Linked DNA regions of Mus musculus: region 2 is linked to region 1. Evidence: chromatin contacts called from public HiChIP or PLAC-seq data. All regions are on one chromosome and are shown on one strand. The core of a region is the stretch at or near the end of the contact, and the rest is flanking DNA. Distances in the headings are between cores, read along the strand shown.

Region 1 (6,615 bases), core at 2,246-4,745:
TGGCTTCAGCTTTGCCCTTAGCGATCCTGTGACAATGCTTTTCATTTTTAATTAAAAAAAAAGGTTTTTGGTGTTTGTTTGTTTGTTTGTTTGTTTGAATCAGGGTTTCTGCCTGCCTCTGCCTCCGAAGTGCTAGGAAAGAGAGAAAGGGAAAGAGGGAGAGAGAGAAGGTGGGAGACAAGAGAGATGGCTCAGTAGTCAATAGTACCAGCTGTTCTTCCAGAGGACAGCAGTCCTGTTCCCCGCACCCACATCTGACTTCCCACTGTCTGTAAATCTGTAGCTCTACTTCCGGGAGCTCCAACACCATCTTCTGACCACCATGGGCAGGCACACACGCAGACAAAACACTCGCACACATAAATTAAAATAAGTGAATCTAAAGGAAGAAACCTTCATATGATCCTTGTTGGGGAGTTAAGAGACAGGAAGCCTCCTGAAGTCTGCGGGTCTGCCACTGCAGTAATCTCCAGGTTTAGTGAAAGGCTCTGTCCAAAAAGAGAGAGAGAGAGAGATTGAGGAAGACAGGAATGGTGAGCTCTGGCCTTCAAACGATAACAACATTACTAATCTCATTGTTCCTATGAGCTGGAAGCTATCCTGCTCTGCTGGCTAATTGAAGCTTTGAAATTCTAATGTTTTTTGCTTGAAAGACTGTATTTCATCATTAATAATAAACATTGTCAGTTTTCCTTGCAGTGATAAGCTCATGTTTTATTTATTGAGATAGGATCTAATGTAGCTCAGGCTAGCCTCAGACTCAATATAGTGTGCCTGGAGGATGACCTTGAGCTACTACTGATTCTCCTGCTTCGACCTCCAGTCTAGGATTACAGGCCTCCACCACCATGCCCTGCTTATGCCAGGCTGGGGATGGCACACGCTGTACCAACCAAGCTACATCCTAAAACAACAACAACAACCTTCAAATCTGAACAACCATAGTGTACCCATCAATAGTTACTTCAAATAAAACAGGGTGTTCAGCTGCAGCTCAGTTACTCAGGGGCTTCCCCATGTATCCTGGGCTAGCAAGGGGTGGGGAGATGGGGGTAGGGATTTGGAAAGAAGTGGGTTTTGCTGTCCTATTCATGACAGTGAATACAGCGTACTGTTGCAGTAGTAGGAATATTAAACAATTCTAGCTGTTCTGGATCTCACTCTGTAAACCAGGCTGCCCTCAGACTCAGAGATATGCCTCTGGGATTAAAGGTGTGAGCCACCACTGCCTGGCTTGCTCTCTTCTCTTGATATGTTGCTCAGGCAGGTCTTAAACTCATTATCCCCCTTGCTTCAGTCTCCCGAGTGCTGGGATTACAGGTCTATGCCCTAACACCCAGCAAAGGTCTTTCTTCAGGAACCTGGAGTGTCTGTTACTAGGCAGTGAGGTGGCACAATGCTTAGTGAGAGAGCTGGTGCCTCTGCTTGGATCCAAAGCACTCATAGTGAGTGAAACTTTCAACCAAAGTGTAAACATCACACTGTCGAGGAAACAGTCCCTTTGTTATTCTTAAAACATAGTTAGTCTCATAAAACCCCAAACTTGGTTTCAGATACCACCAAGAAGCTGCAGGCCTGAATTTTCTTATTTGTAGATTTAAAAAAGTACTTAGCTGGGAGGTAGTGGTGGTGCATGCCTTCCATCCTAGCACTCCAAGCAGAGGCAGGAGGATCCAAGTTCAAGGCCAGCCTGGTCTACAGAACGAGTTCAGGACAGCCAGGGCTACACAGAGAAACCCTGTCTTGGGGAGAAGGGAGGAAATAGAAACAAACAAAGAAACAAAAATGTATTTAGTGGTGAGGGAGAGATGGCTCAGCAGTCAAGAGCACTTGTTGCTCTTCAAGGATGCTTGAATTTGGTTCCTAGGAGCTACACTGAGCGGCTCACAACAGTTTTAACTTTAGCTCCAAAGATATGACATATGACATTCTCTTCTGGCCTCTGAGGACACTAGCACACATGTAGGACACACACACACACACACACACACACACCAGTAGCTGGAGTTGTGAGAAAGCACTTGTGTTGCAGGCATGAAGCCCTGGGTTAAGCACCTTGTAAAAATCGGGCTTTGTGACACCCACCTAAAACCGTAGAGGCAGGGGTTCAGGAGTTCAAGGTCACCCTTAGCTATGTGGCAAGTTTGAAGCTAGCCTGGGCTATGTTAAACCCTGTCTCAAAAATTAAATAATTTTTAAAAGTTTTAAATGCACACCCCAAGAGCTAAGGATGTTAGCAGTGGAAGTTTCCTTTCAGGTGGTGTCTGCTTCCACATCCTTCACCGTTTTATGAATCCTTTACAAGGGATGTGTATTTCTTAAGTAATTAAAAACACTAAAGAAAGAAAAAGGTTAAATTAAATTTAAATGATAAACAACAATTCCAATATACTCAGAGAATTTAACATGCCCTGTAGAACTAATTTTATCTTGAAAATATGAAGAGATTAGATACATAAAACAGAGAACTTAAATTATTAAAACAAAACCAAACAAACAAAACCCAGCCTGGGAGGAATCGCTGCTCTCCCACTGTGAGGCAGGAAGGAAGTTGAACCCAGCCAAAGCTGAGGCCCCAGGTGGCCCAAATGAATGACCCACGGATCCTTGAGGCAGTTTGAAGATAAATCTAAAACACATTCTCTCTGGAGAGCAACAGGATTAGATGCATAGAGGGATCTGACACTTTGAAATTCCCACTGCTCCCCCTGCAGAAGAAAGAATCAGACCTGGACCCATGAGCCATGTATTAATGTGAAGTTTCTCTCTGGTGCTTGCTGCTTCCCGGCTTGATGGTCTCCTCCCGGTAGCTAACCTCAGTCACCTCAGCCGACTTTTACATAATCTAGTGCCCTCCTGATCTTTTCATTTCTGCTTTCTACCTAAATCTCCTTTGTCTGAAGACCTCCCGATGTCAGTCATCCACACTCTAGCATAAATAAGTCTCCGCCACACACTTCCTGCCTTTTGCTTTGCTTGTTGGGCTGAGTTCTAAGTGAGTAACTGAGGTGTCACCCAGCGGCTGCTAACTGGTGGAGAGGGCTGGGATGTGGAAGAAGGCTCTTTCCTGGACTTCTGCAAAGCTGTCCCTCTGTGTGTGTGACATTAAAGTCGGTGTCCCAGGGTTCTATAAAGTAATCGGTTGGACTAGTGACTTTGAGGTGGCCCCGATTCTCAGAAATTTGTGCCCGAGGTCCTTAGGTTTGAGGCGGAGAAACTGGGGGAGACTTGAGGACCAGTATTGGGTTTGCAGCTTCTAAAACAAGAGAAGGAAGAGATGCATCCCACATGCTGCTGCTCACCGCCTCGCCCCACCTTCCTCCTGACCTGTGTCTCTAGAGAGAAGATCAAACAAAGAGGTTGTCCAGGGTGGTGGAATGTGATGTTTGGTTAAAGTCCCAGGCTGGCTATGATTATAGTCGCAGTGGCTGGGGAGACGCCCTGGGGAATGTGGTGGGAGGGGTTCCAGTCCCTGAGAACGTGTGCTTAGGAGCACACACACTCACACCCACATGTGCACATGAGCTGTTAACTCGGGCCTCAAGACCCACTGCTACCCCAGAGACACCTTTCTTGAGTGGTTTTCAGGAATGTGTGCTTTCGCCTAGGAAGACTGAAAAACTCCGTGAAGTAGGAGCCCACAAGTAGACCTTCTTCCCATCAGAGGAACATAGGATAAAAAGGAAAGTTAAACAAACAAATCAGCAGTAAGGTAGCTGACCCAACTCCTCCCTGTAAAGACAATAGGATCCTCAGCTCTGTGCCCCAAAGGCCTCTTCTATGTCTCATCCCACAGGCCTGATCCCAGGCTCAGATCAGAGCATCCGGTGCCTAGCAACAAGAAGGCATCTGGCCCAAGGGCCTGCACGTACACACTCTTATCGGCTTTAGGCCACACAGGACGCCCAGGAAGGCTAGAGGCAGGCTAGTGACATTCTTTCCACCAAAGGGACGTCAATAGGAGTCATCACCAACAGACTTCAAGCCAGGAATCAAGGGTTTTAGGTGATCCTAGCCTGCTCTGGGCTCCCAGGCTGGGGTTTAGTCTGGTGAGCTGCTAGTGGAATACTTTGAATGAGTTGGTCATGAGAGCAAGTGTCACTGAGCATGGTTTTGGCCAGGGCTGGGATGCCAGTGATCTGCAGCACCTCTGCCCTCAGCTTCTCTGTGATCAGTGACATTCCCCAGAATTCTTGGTCAAATGTAAGAGGTGGGGCAGCTGCTGTTCCTGTTTGTAAAGACACTGGGACACAGCTGGTTTGGGACTCAGAGTTTATGCTCTATCTGCCATGTGCCTTATCTGTCCTCCCCTCTGTGCTGAGTAGGAGCAGAGCCATTTTCCCAACCCAGTCCTCTCCTCCCTCCCTCCCTCCCTCCCTCCCTTCCTTCCCTCCCTCCCTCCCTCCCTCCTTTCTTCCTTCCTTCCCGCTATGATTTTAGATAGGGTCTCAGTATCTCACACTGTCTTCAAGCTCCAAGGATCACCTTGAACTTCTGATCCTCTTGTCGTTACCTCCCAAGGGCTGAGATCACAGGTGTGTGCCACCTTGCTCAGTTTATGCAGTACTGGAGATAGAACCAGGGCTTTGTGTGTGCCAGGCAAGCCCTCTACCATCTGAGTCACAAACCCAGTCTGAGCTCTACTCTTGTGTTGGCCACTTCATTGCTGTGACAAACGCCTGAGAGAAATGAGAGGAAAGCCTTTCGATACTCAGCTGTTGATTCCAGTCTTGTGAGTGAGGTAGGATACCATGGTGGATGTGTGTGTGTGTGTGTGTGTGTGTGTGTGTGTGTGTGTGTGTGTGTTGTTCTATTTCTGACCTCCAGGAGGCAGCAACACAGAAAAGATAGAGCTATGGATAAGGCAGACCCTTCAGAGGTACACTAACAGTGGCCTAGTCAGTCCCTACCCCTTAAAGTATATTCAACTATGAATTTAAAAAATGAACCCATGAATCTATTCACCTCCCAACAACCTGACAGTCCTTAATATGGGAGCTTCCAGGAACATACTCAAACAGTCCTCAAAGCCCATGATTTTAACCCTCAATACAGCCTTATGGATTGGGAGGGGATAGTTGTCTTTAGGCCCCTCTTCCTCTCTGCTTTTCCCCAGAGTCCCAGCATCGGCACTCATGATGGAAGAAGCAGACAGCAGACCTACTCAGCTGAAGGTGTGGCAATCTAATGTGATCCTCATTCAGGCCAGGATGTGGGTCGAAGCACTAAGAAGAATGCATGTTCTAGGTTCTAAGAGAGACAACATCTCAAAAACAAAATGGACAAACAGTAGCAAAGCAAGCAGACAGTAGCAACAACAGCAAAAATAGAAAATTACTAAGATAAATGACCTAACGAGCTGTTAGCTGTGTTGCATTGTAGTACTTACCAGTAATCCCCAGTCTCTTTGTCTCAGTCATCATGATGGCTAATCTCAATTGTCTTTTGATGAGATTAAGAAAACAAACAAACAATCACCTGGGAGACTGGCTGTGGGGGAAACTTGATTGGGTTCTTTGAGGCTGGTAGCCCTGCCTACTGTGGGTGACACCATTCCCTGGGCTGGGATCCTGGGCTATATAAAGGGGGAAAGGTGAGCAGAGCACAAGCATTCGTTACTCTGTGCTTCTTGACTGTGGATGCAGTGTGACCAGCCACCACACGCTATGACTTCGTTGTAATGATAGACTGTAACTTCAAACTCAGAGCCCAAACAAATCCTTTCTCCCTTAAGTTGCTTTAGTCAGGATTTTATCACAGCAATGAGGTAAGTAACTAGAACAGTCAGTTTCTGTGGCTTTTCAACAAAGTTTGAGACCTGGATACCATTGTGGTTGGGGTCTGGAAGGGGTTACAGACTGCCAACTCTGCTCATCTTACAAGGTAAAAAGAGTGCTAGTGTACTCTCTGGGGTCCTTTTTTTGTTTTCTTTCCCTCCTTCTTTTCTTCCTTCCTCTCTCCCTTCCTCCCTACCTCTCTCCCTCCCTCCCTCCCTTCTTTCCTTCTTTCCTTCTTTCCTTCTTTCCTTCTTTCCTTCCTTCCTTCCTTCCTTCCTTCCTTCCTTCCTTCCTTCCTTCCTTCCTTTTCTTCTTAATTGTGCACATGTGAATGTGTGTGCATGCACCTGTGTGTATGTGTGTGTGTTGGTATATCTGTGCAGGCCAGAAGATAACTTGCAGGAATCAAGTTCTTTCTTTCTACCACATGGGTCCTGGGGCTCAAACTTAGGTCATCAGTCTTGATGGTGAGTTCTGATGTAAGGATTTATGTACCCCTGGCTGGCCTTTAACTCACTAATGTAACAAAGTTGACCTTAAATTACTTATCCTATTTCATTTCTCTGATTGCTAGGATTACAGGTATGAGCCACCACACTTGGTTGGGACTCCCTTTCCTTTTATGATTTATTTATTTTTATTTTATGTGTATGCGTCTTTTTACCTGCAGGTATATAGATGCACTGTGTGCCTGACTTGTTCCCAAGAAGACCAGTCATGGTCTTCAGCCTCTGCTAGGACCCCTTTTATAAGAGCACAAGTCTGACTCACTAGGGCCCCATCCCCAGCACCTAATTACCTCACAAAGGTCTCCACTTAATCCATCCCACTGGGGTAA
Region 2 (6,615 bases), core at 1,177-3,676, 220 kb before region 1:
GCCCTGGTATGCACATACAAGTACAGACTACAGAGCAGTGGTTCTCAATCTCTCAATCGTGGGTTGTAACCCCTTTGGGCCTTTCACAGAGATCAGATATCTTGCATATTAGATATTTAGATTACAGATCCACCACAGTAGCAAAATTACAGTTATGAAGAAGCAATGAAAATAATTTTATAGGTGGGTCACCATAACATGAGGAACTGCATTAGAGGGTTTCAGGGCGAGGAAGGGGGAGGACCAGTGCTATAGAGGTGACCTGACATCCTGGCATGATGCACTTTCTTCAGGGCCCACTGCTAGCCGTATCACCAATGCCCTGTGTTCCACCGGGCATTAGCTTCACGAGGCTAAGCAAAACTACATTAGATGCAGGACTTTGTGTTCACAGTGGAGGCTGCGAACACCCAATTCCTTAGAGTGCAACTTAGAGTAAACCTATCCATCATAGGCTTAACCAGCTAAAGATGGCCTGGTCCTCAGTACTGTGTGGAGAGAGCTGGACTCCATTGTGAATTCTGAGCATCCTGAATTCTTACGGGGCTGAAGGCTTCATACAGGTTCTTTGAGGTTCTCCTCACAGACCCACTACTTCATAAGTTACCAGAACAAATCCTGGCACTCACTGGATCACCGAACCAGTGCATAAGCACCAAGAGATGCCTGGACTGCCGTCTGCTGGCCACAGGAGCTCTGGTCTCTGAAAGGGAAACCAAGTTCTGACATGCTTTGAGTGTTTCTCACCACACACTTGGAGAGCCTGGAGCACTCTCCAGCTCCATTAGTGATGATATAAAGAATGTTCATAAAATCTATACTAGTAAATGATTTAGGACGGTCATGCATGCGCGTACGCACACCCACACACACCCACACACCAATGGAAACAAAACCAAACAACAAAAGAAGGGAGAGTTGACAGGTGTCAGGATGCCCTTAGGGGCACATGGCTGACCCCAGTACTCAGTTACTAAAACCCAAGAAGATGCCTCACCCGCCTCTGAGCCCATCACAGAGGTAGGGTATTTGGGGGCCTCAGTTCTGTACCCACCTGTCAAAAAGTACTGCCTACCTCCCTTGCTCTTCCATGACAACTAAACTGTGTCCCCCCAGCCTTCCCCACTCCCACCATACCCACCCCCCACCAAACCTAGGCCCCCAACTATACCTACCCCTCCATACCTAGGCCCCACCATATCTTGCCTCCCCAACCATACCTACCCTCCAAATCATACCTACCCCCCACAAAGTGGGTCAGAACCTCAAGATTCTCACATCTAAAGCAGGTAAGAAGAGGTAGATGGCTCAGGAGAAAAAACAAAACCATTCCACATGGAGGTGTCAGGACCAGAGGGAGGCCATGAGTTTGTGTGCCCTCAGATGGGTTAGCAGGAGACCTTAACTCTCTTCCTCTGGCACCTGCAGCCTTTGGTAGCTCTCATTTGCTCCCTTGCTCCCTGTGTAGTACACAGGCTATGTGACCACACACAGTGACTGACAGTTGGACCAGGCTGGATTTAGCACTTTGTAGGCAAACCAGTCAAGGAGTGTGGATGAGGGAAAGGAGACTTTCAGACCAACCTGAGAACCTAGTCATGCCCAGGGCCCAGTACCAGTTCTAGGAGGCACCCTTTTTCCTGTCTCAGGGGACGGGGAGAGGAATAGAGGGCTGAGAAATTCAGAGTCAGCAGCTTATTATAATACGGGAAAGGGCGAGACGAGGAAGGGAGAGGAACTTCCTGCCTGGTCAGGTCAAACTCCAAGTTCCCTGAGCGGCTAGCTTAAGACTCAGCCCCAGCACCCAACACCATCCCCAGCCCCTAGGAAGTAGAATTGGCTGTGTATTGGCCTTTGGATTATCCTAGCAGCCCATAACGTAGCTGGTGAGGAAACTGAGGCATACAAGAGACGGACGGTCCTCAGCGTGTCCCCAGACATAGTGCATCTGCAAGGCTGTGTTTGAAGCGTCTCTGAGCACTGCTCCCTTGGATAGCTTCTTCTGGAGAGACCGTGTGTGTGTGTGTGTGTGTGTGTGTGTGTGTGTGTGTGTGTGTGTGCGCGCGCGTGCGTGTGCGCGCGTGCTATCTGGCTCCAGCAAGGAGCCCAGCTTAGCCTCGGGAGAGAGCAAAGCTTCCTAAGACAGACTCAGACCAGGACAGAGTCAGCCCCACCCGGAGCCCCCTTTCAGAAGTTAGGCTTCCAAGAAGGAACACCCAAATTGTCCAGTTGCTGCAGAGCCCCAGCCTCCGGGGGCAGGGGCCTCCAGGAGAGTCTGTAAATGGTTTCCTCACAATCACCCTTCTCAGGACGGTGGGGGCATCCACTACTCAGCCGGAATTTGACTCTCATGGCATAGAGCCCGGTCTCCGTGGCAGCGGAGGATTTATTACCAGGCCTCCGCCCAGCATGCTGGACTTTCGACTCCAAGCTGGAGTAAAGAGAACCAAACTCAGTTCCAGGAGTAAGGGGAGCCTGAGGATGGTGAGTGAGGGGCTGTGCCGGAAGGAGGTGGGAAGGGCCCCCGCTGAAGCCCCCTCTTGACTGTTCTTTCTCTGCTACAGGCCAAGTTCCTTTCCCAGGACCAAATTAATGGTAGGTTGGGTTTGTTCTTTAATTAGTAATTCGCCACAAAATGTGTGTCTCATTAGGCAATTTGCTTTGCTGGGTTTTGTTGGTAGGAAGGAAGGCCCCGAGGGGTGGACAGCTGGCCCACCCACAGGCTTGGGGCCAGGTGCTGTGGGGCAGCTGGTTATCTGTTTGGGGGTGGCCCTGAAGACCGACTAACTGACTTCCAGGGCTTGTTATATGTCAGTGTGACTTTCAAGCTGGGTCATAAAAGTGAGCTTGCTTAGTGCTCCAGAGAGCCTGGAAACGGGTCTGGGTGGGAGGCTGGTCATGGAGAAAGGTCACTAACATAGTAATTGAACCAGAGATGGGGGATGGGGCTTTGTAGTCAGTGTAGACAGGCAACAGAACTCAGGGTTACACGCTGGGGCAGGATATTTCTTTATGGACCTTAGACTGTAAAATGAGGGGCTCAGCTGGCACCTCCTGCCTAGTTCAGTGTGGGCACCTTGTTCTTGGGCTTCCCACAGAGCAGAGTTCTGTTTCCCCAAGAGCAGAAAGGCAGAATTAAGTTACACAGGACCTGGCAAACACCTGGCCAGGGATCTGGTGGCTGAGTTTCTGGCAGAGAGGCCAGAGTGCAGCACAGGCCCTTTACGGGATAACTCTCTTTTCCCTGAGGCTGAGCCCCTACACCTGCCCCAACATAGGAGGGAAACAGCCTTGGTAACCCCCTTCTCATTGCCGCTGACATGACACCTTGTCGGTGAGCTAGAACTGCAGGTACACAGGGACACGGAGCTCTGGTGCAGGACACTGTCCAGCAGGCCACAGGGGTGGCTTCTGGTTACCCCAGCAAGGATCTATCCCAGAGATGTAAATGACTAGAGTACAGTCTAGAGCAGGGAGTGACAGCGATGTGTGCCTATTGGTCCTACTCTTAGATTCCTCAACTCCCTATCCCCAAACTAAGGCCCAGAACAGAGGGGACAGTGAGGAGACTCTGCTACACAGAGCCTAGCCCACAGTTAGGGGCCAGGGGCTGGCGGACAATCCACTATGGGAGAATTTGTACTGCTCTTGCAGAAGACCTAAGTTTGGTTCCCAGTACATATACAAGAACTGATCACCATCACCTGTAACTCCATCTCCCAGGGCAAAGGAAACCTTTGGCCTCCTGGGGCACCTGTATGCGTGCATGTGCACACAATGGAAAGTAAAGTCTTTGAAGGGGGGACCTAAGCTAGAGGCCACCTGTCAGCCTCACCAGTCCCCCTACTCTGTCTGGACAACGGACTCACTGCCCCCTCGCTCCCATGGCTTTTGAAACAACTAGAAAGGAAGAAGGCGAATTCTCTTTGTATCCCAGTGTCTAACACCAAGAAGGTGGCCATGAGTGTTTAGAGTTGGAAGCCTGGACAGGGTTGGGCGAGGAATGGGGCTTTGGAAGCTCCCAGGCCAGTCACCTTTGAGTCTCAGTTTTCTTGTCTGAGAAGAGGGTCAACGATGCATCCTGATGTGTTTACCTCACTTCTACTTTACTTCAGCAAGAGTCCTTTCTCTGTGCTAACCCTGCCCTGTGCCAGCCCTTCCCCAGGTGTTAAAAACTGAGCAGGGGGCCGGAAGGTACCCCCCATTCTTGGGGTCACAATCAAGGAGAGTGAAAGACAGAATGGACAGCAGTGAATGAGGGGTGGGGCCACACTGAGAGGACTGGAGGGGTGTGTGTGTGTGTGTGTGTGTGTGTGTGTGTGTGTGTGTGAAGGAGACTGAGGATCGGGGTCCTCAGGCAAGCCAGGTATTCTGGGGATCTTGTTATCTTGGTCTAGCATAGTGAGAAAAGACTGCAGGTACTGAGGGCCCACCAAGCACTGTGATGCAGGACAGTGTCCAGCAGGCTCCAGAGGTGGCTTCTGGTGACCCAGGAAGGGATCCCAGCGTTGTAAAGGACCAGAGCTTGGACAGATGGCGGAGGGGAGGGAGAAGGCGGAAGGGGGGTTGGAGGCGGCAGCTGGAGAGATGGCTCAGCAGTTAAGAGCACCTGAGAGAGGGAGATAGGTTCCCTGCAGTCACGCTGGGTGACTCAACACCACCTGGAATTCCAGCTCCAGGGAATCTGGCTCTGCAGGTTTGAAGAGATGGATGGGGGCTGGAGAGATAAAGGCACCTGCCCCCAAGCCGGGGGCGGGGGGGTTCCTCCCAGCCCAGCACATGGTGGAAAGAACCATCTCCCCCACAAGATACTCTCTGACTCCCACACATATATACACTAAAAAAAAAACAAAATAAACAGTGATCTGGAGAGATGGCTCAGCTACAGTGTACTCATATACTTAAGATAAATCTTCAACTAAAATAAAATGTATTAAAATTCTTAAGAGAAAAAAGAGGGGCTGGAGAGATAGCTCAGAGGTTAAGAGCACTGACTGCTCTTCCAGAGGTCCTGAGTTCAATTCCCATCAACCACATGGTGGCTCACAACCATCTGTAATGGGATCTGATGCCCTCTTCTGGTGTGTATGAAGACAGCGACAGTGTGCCCACATATATGAATTAAATAAAGAAATCTTTAAAAAATTAAGAAAAGAAAGAAAAGGTGGGTCTGTCAATGCTGGAAGAGAACACATATGTCAGTTTGCTCAGAGGCTGGCCTCTGTTTAATCCTTGCTCTAGGCCCTGGTTACCAATATAGGGGAATGCAGTGTGCTTGTCTGGACAGCCAGCAGATCCTGCTCCCCACCCCCAACCCCAGGCTTCAGCTCCTTCCTTGGAACATGGAAGGGATTAGGGGATTAGGGCAACTCACCCCACGGCATCTCCATCTGCAGAGCTGGGATCTTACCCAAGCTCCCAGGTGGCTTGGCTTTGCCTCCAGGGGCCCCAGAGGGAAGAGGCAGGACAGATAGGACAGCTTTGCCAGGTGTGCAGCAGCAGCAGGGAAGAAAGGACAGCAAAAAGAGCCATGGGCCAGCTCTGCCGAGCCCTAGGCACCCTTCCCGGCAGTTCCACATCGGGACCAGGACCTGCCTGAGGACAACATTAGAGTTCAGGAGCCAGGTCCTAGACAAGTGAGAAAAAGTAGCCACACTCAGCTCTGACAATGATAAACCCCTGCCTAAGAGAGCATCAGAGAACCACTGCCCGCCATTTGCCTCCTAGGGGATTCTGCAGACAGAGGTGAGACTGTCTCATCAATGTTACAAAGGTCCCCGGAGTCTGGCAGCCCTACCAACTTTTGAGTGGCATCTTAAGGAAGAGAGAAGGCAAGGAGGGGAGGCTTACTCTACCTGGAACTGCAGCTCCAGGGCATATCCACCCTTCTGGCATCTTGGGTGGCTTCACCCATGTGTCACTCACTCATGACACATACAAATAAATAAAAATAACACAAATAAATCTTCAACAATTAGCTCATCTTTCTCTGAATTCTATTTGACTTGTTGGTTTTATATCTGTATGACATTCATGTATTTATGTAGTGAGTGTGTATACACATACTGTGAATGTCAGAAGACAACTTGCAGGAGTTGCTTTTTCTTAAACCGTGTGGGTCCTGGGAATCAAATTCAGACTTGGCGGCAAGCACTGTATTAGTCAGGGTTCTCTAGAGTCACAGAACTTATGGATAGTCTCTAGATAATAAAGGAATTTATTGATGACTTACAGTCGGCAGCTCAATTCCCAACAATCGTTCAGTCACAGCTGTGAATGGAAGTCCAAGGATCTAGTAGTTACTCAGTCTCACGCAGCAAGCAGGCGAAGGAGCAGGAGCAAGAGCTAGACTCCCTTCTTCCAATGTCCTTATATTGTCTCCAGCAGAAGGTGTAGCCCAGATTAAAGGTGTGTTCCACCACACCTTTAATCCCAGATGAAAGGCATAGCCCAGATTAAAGGTGTGTTCCTTAACTCGGAGATTCAATCTTCTGGAATCCATAGCCACTATGGCTCAAGATCTTCAAACCAAGATCCAGATAAGGATCTCCAAGCCTCCAGATAAGGGTCACTGGTGAGCCTTCCAATTCCGGATTGTAGTTCATTCCAAATATT

What was found. HiChIP or PLAC-seq counts read pairs in DNA pulled down with a chosen protein or histone mark.
Region 2: a contact with region 1 is called in a FOXA1 HiChIP or PLAC-seq map of pancreatic cancer cells. The contact joins the promoter of Calml4 here to the enhancer-like site in region 1. A contact is called at or near these places in 10 of 39 promoter capture datasets (the 3T3-L1 cell line, the C10 cell line, embryonic stem cells and 5 more), 9 of 484 Hi-C or Micro-C datasets (the HL-1 cell line, the N1E-115 cell line, bone marrow-derived macrophages and 5 more), 6 of 115 datasets of contacts at active chromatin or transcription factors (bone marrow-derived macrophages, differentiating embryonic stem cells, embryonic basal ganglia and 3 more) and 4 of 9 other capture datasets (adipose tissue, liver, macrophages and 1 more).

What each region holds. Positions count from the first base shown.
Region 1 is chr9:63,071,591-63,078,205 of GRCm38.p6, forward strand. No RefSeq gene overlaps it. Among named protein-coding and RNA genes, the nearest start is that of Gm35658, 18 kb to the right of the region's middle. Within about 2 kb of position 3,496, at least 72 of the 459 cell types and tissues checked have an H3K27ac peak or open chromatin away from gene starts, as enhancers often do. A contact at or near this core is called in the N1E-115 cell line, differentiating embryonic stem cells, embryonic stem cells and 3 more, where this site is marked.
Region 2 is chr9:62,855,678-62,862,292 of GRCm38.p6, forward strand. Calml4 (calmodulin-like 4) reads left to right here and starts at 2,427. Exons shown (of 5, transcript NM_138304.2): 1 at 2,427-2,484; 2 at 2,565-2,595. The coding sequence starts at 2,482. It also overlaps the pseudogene Gm10653.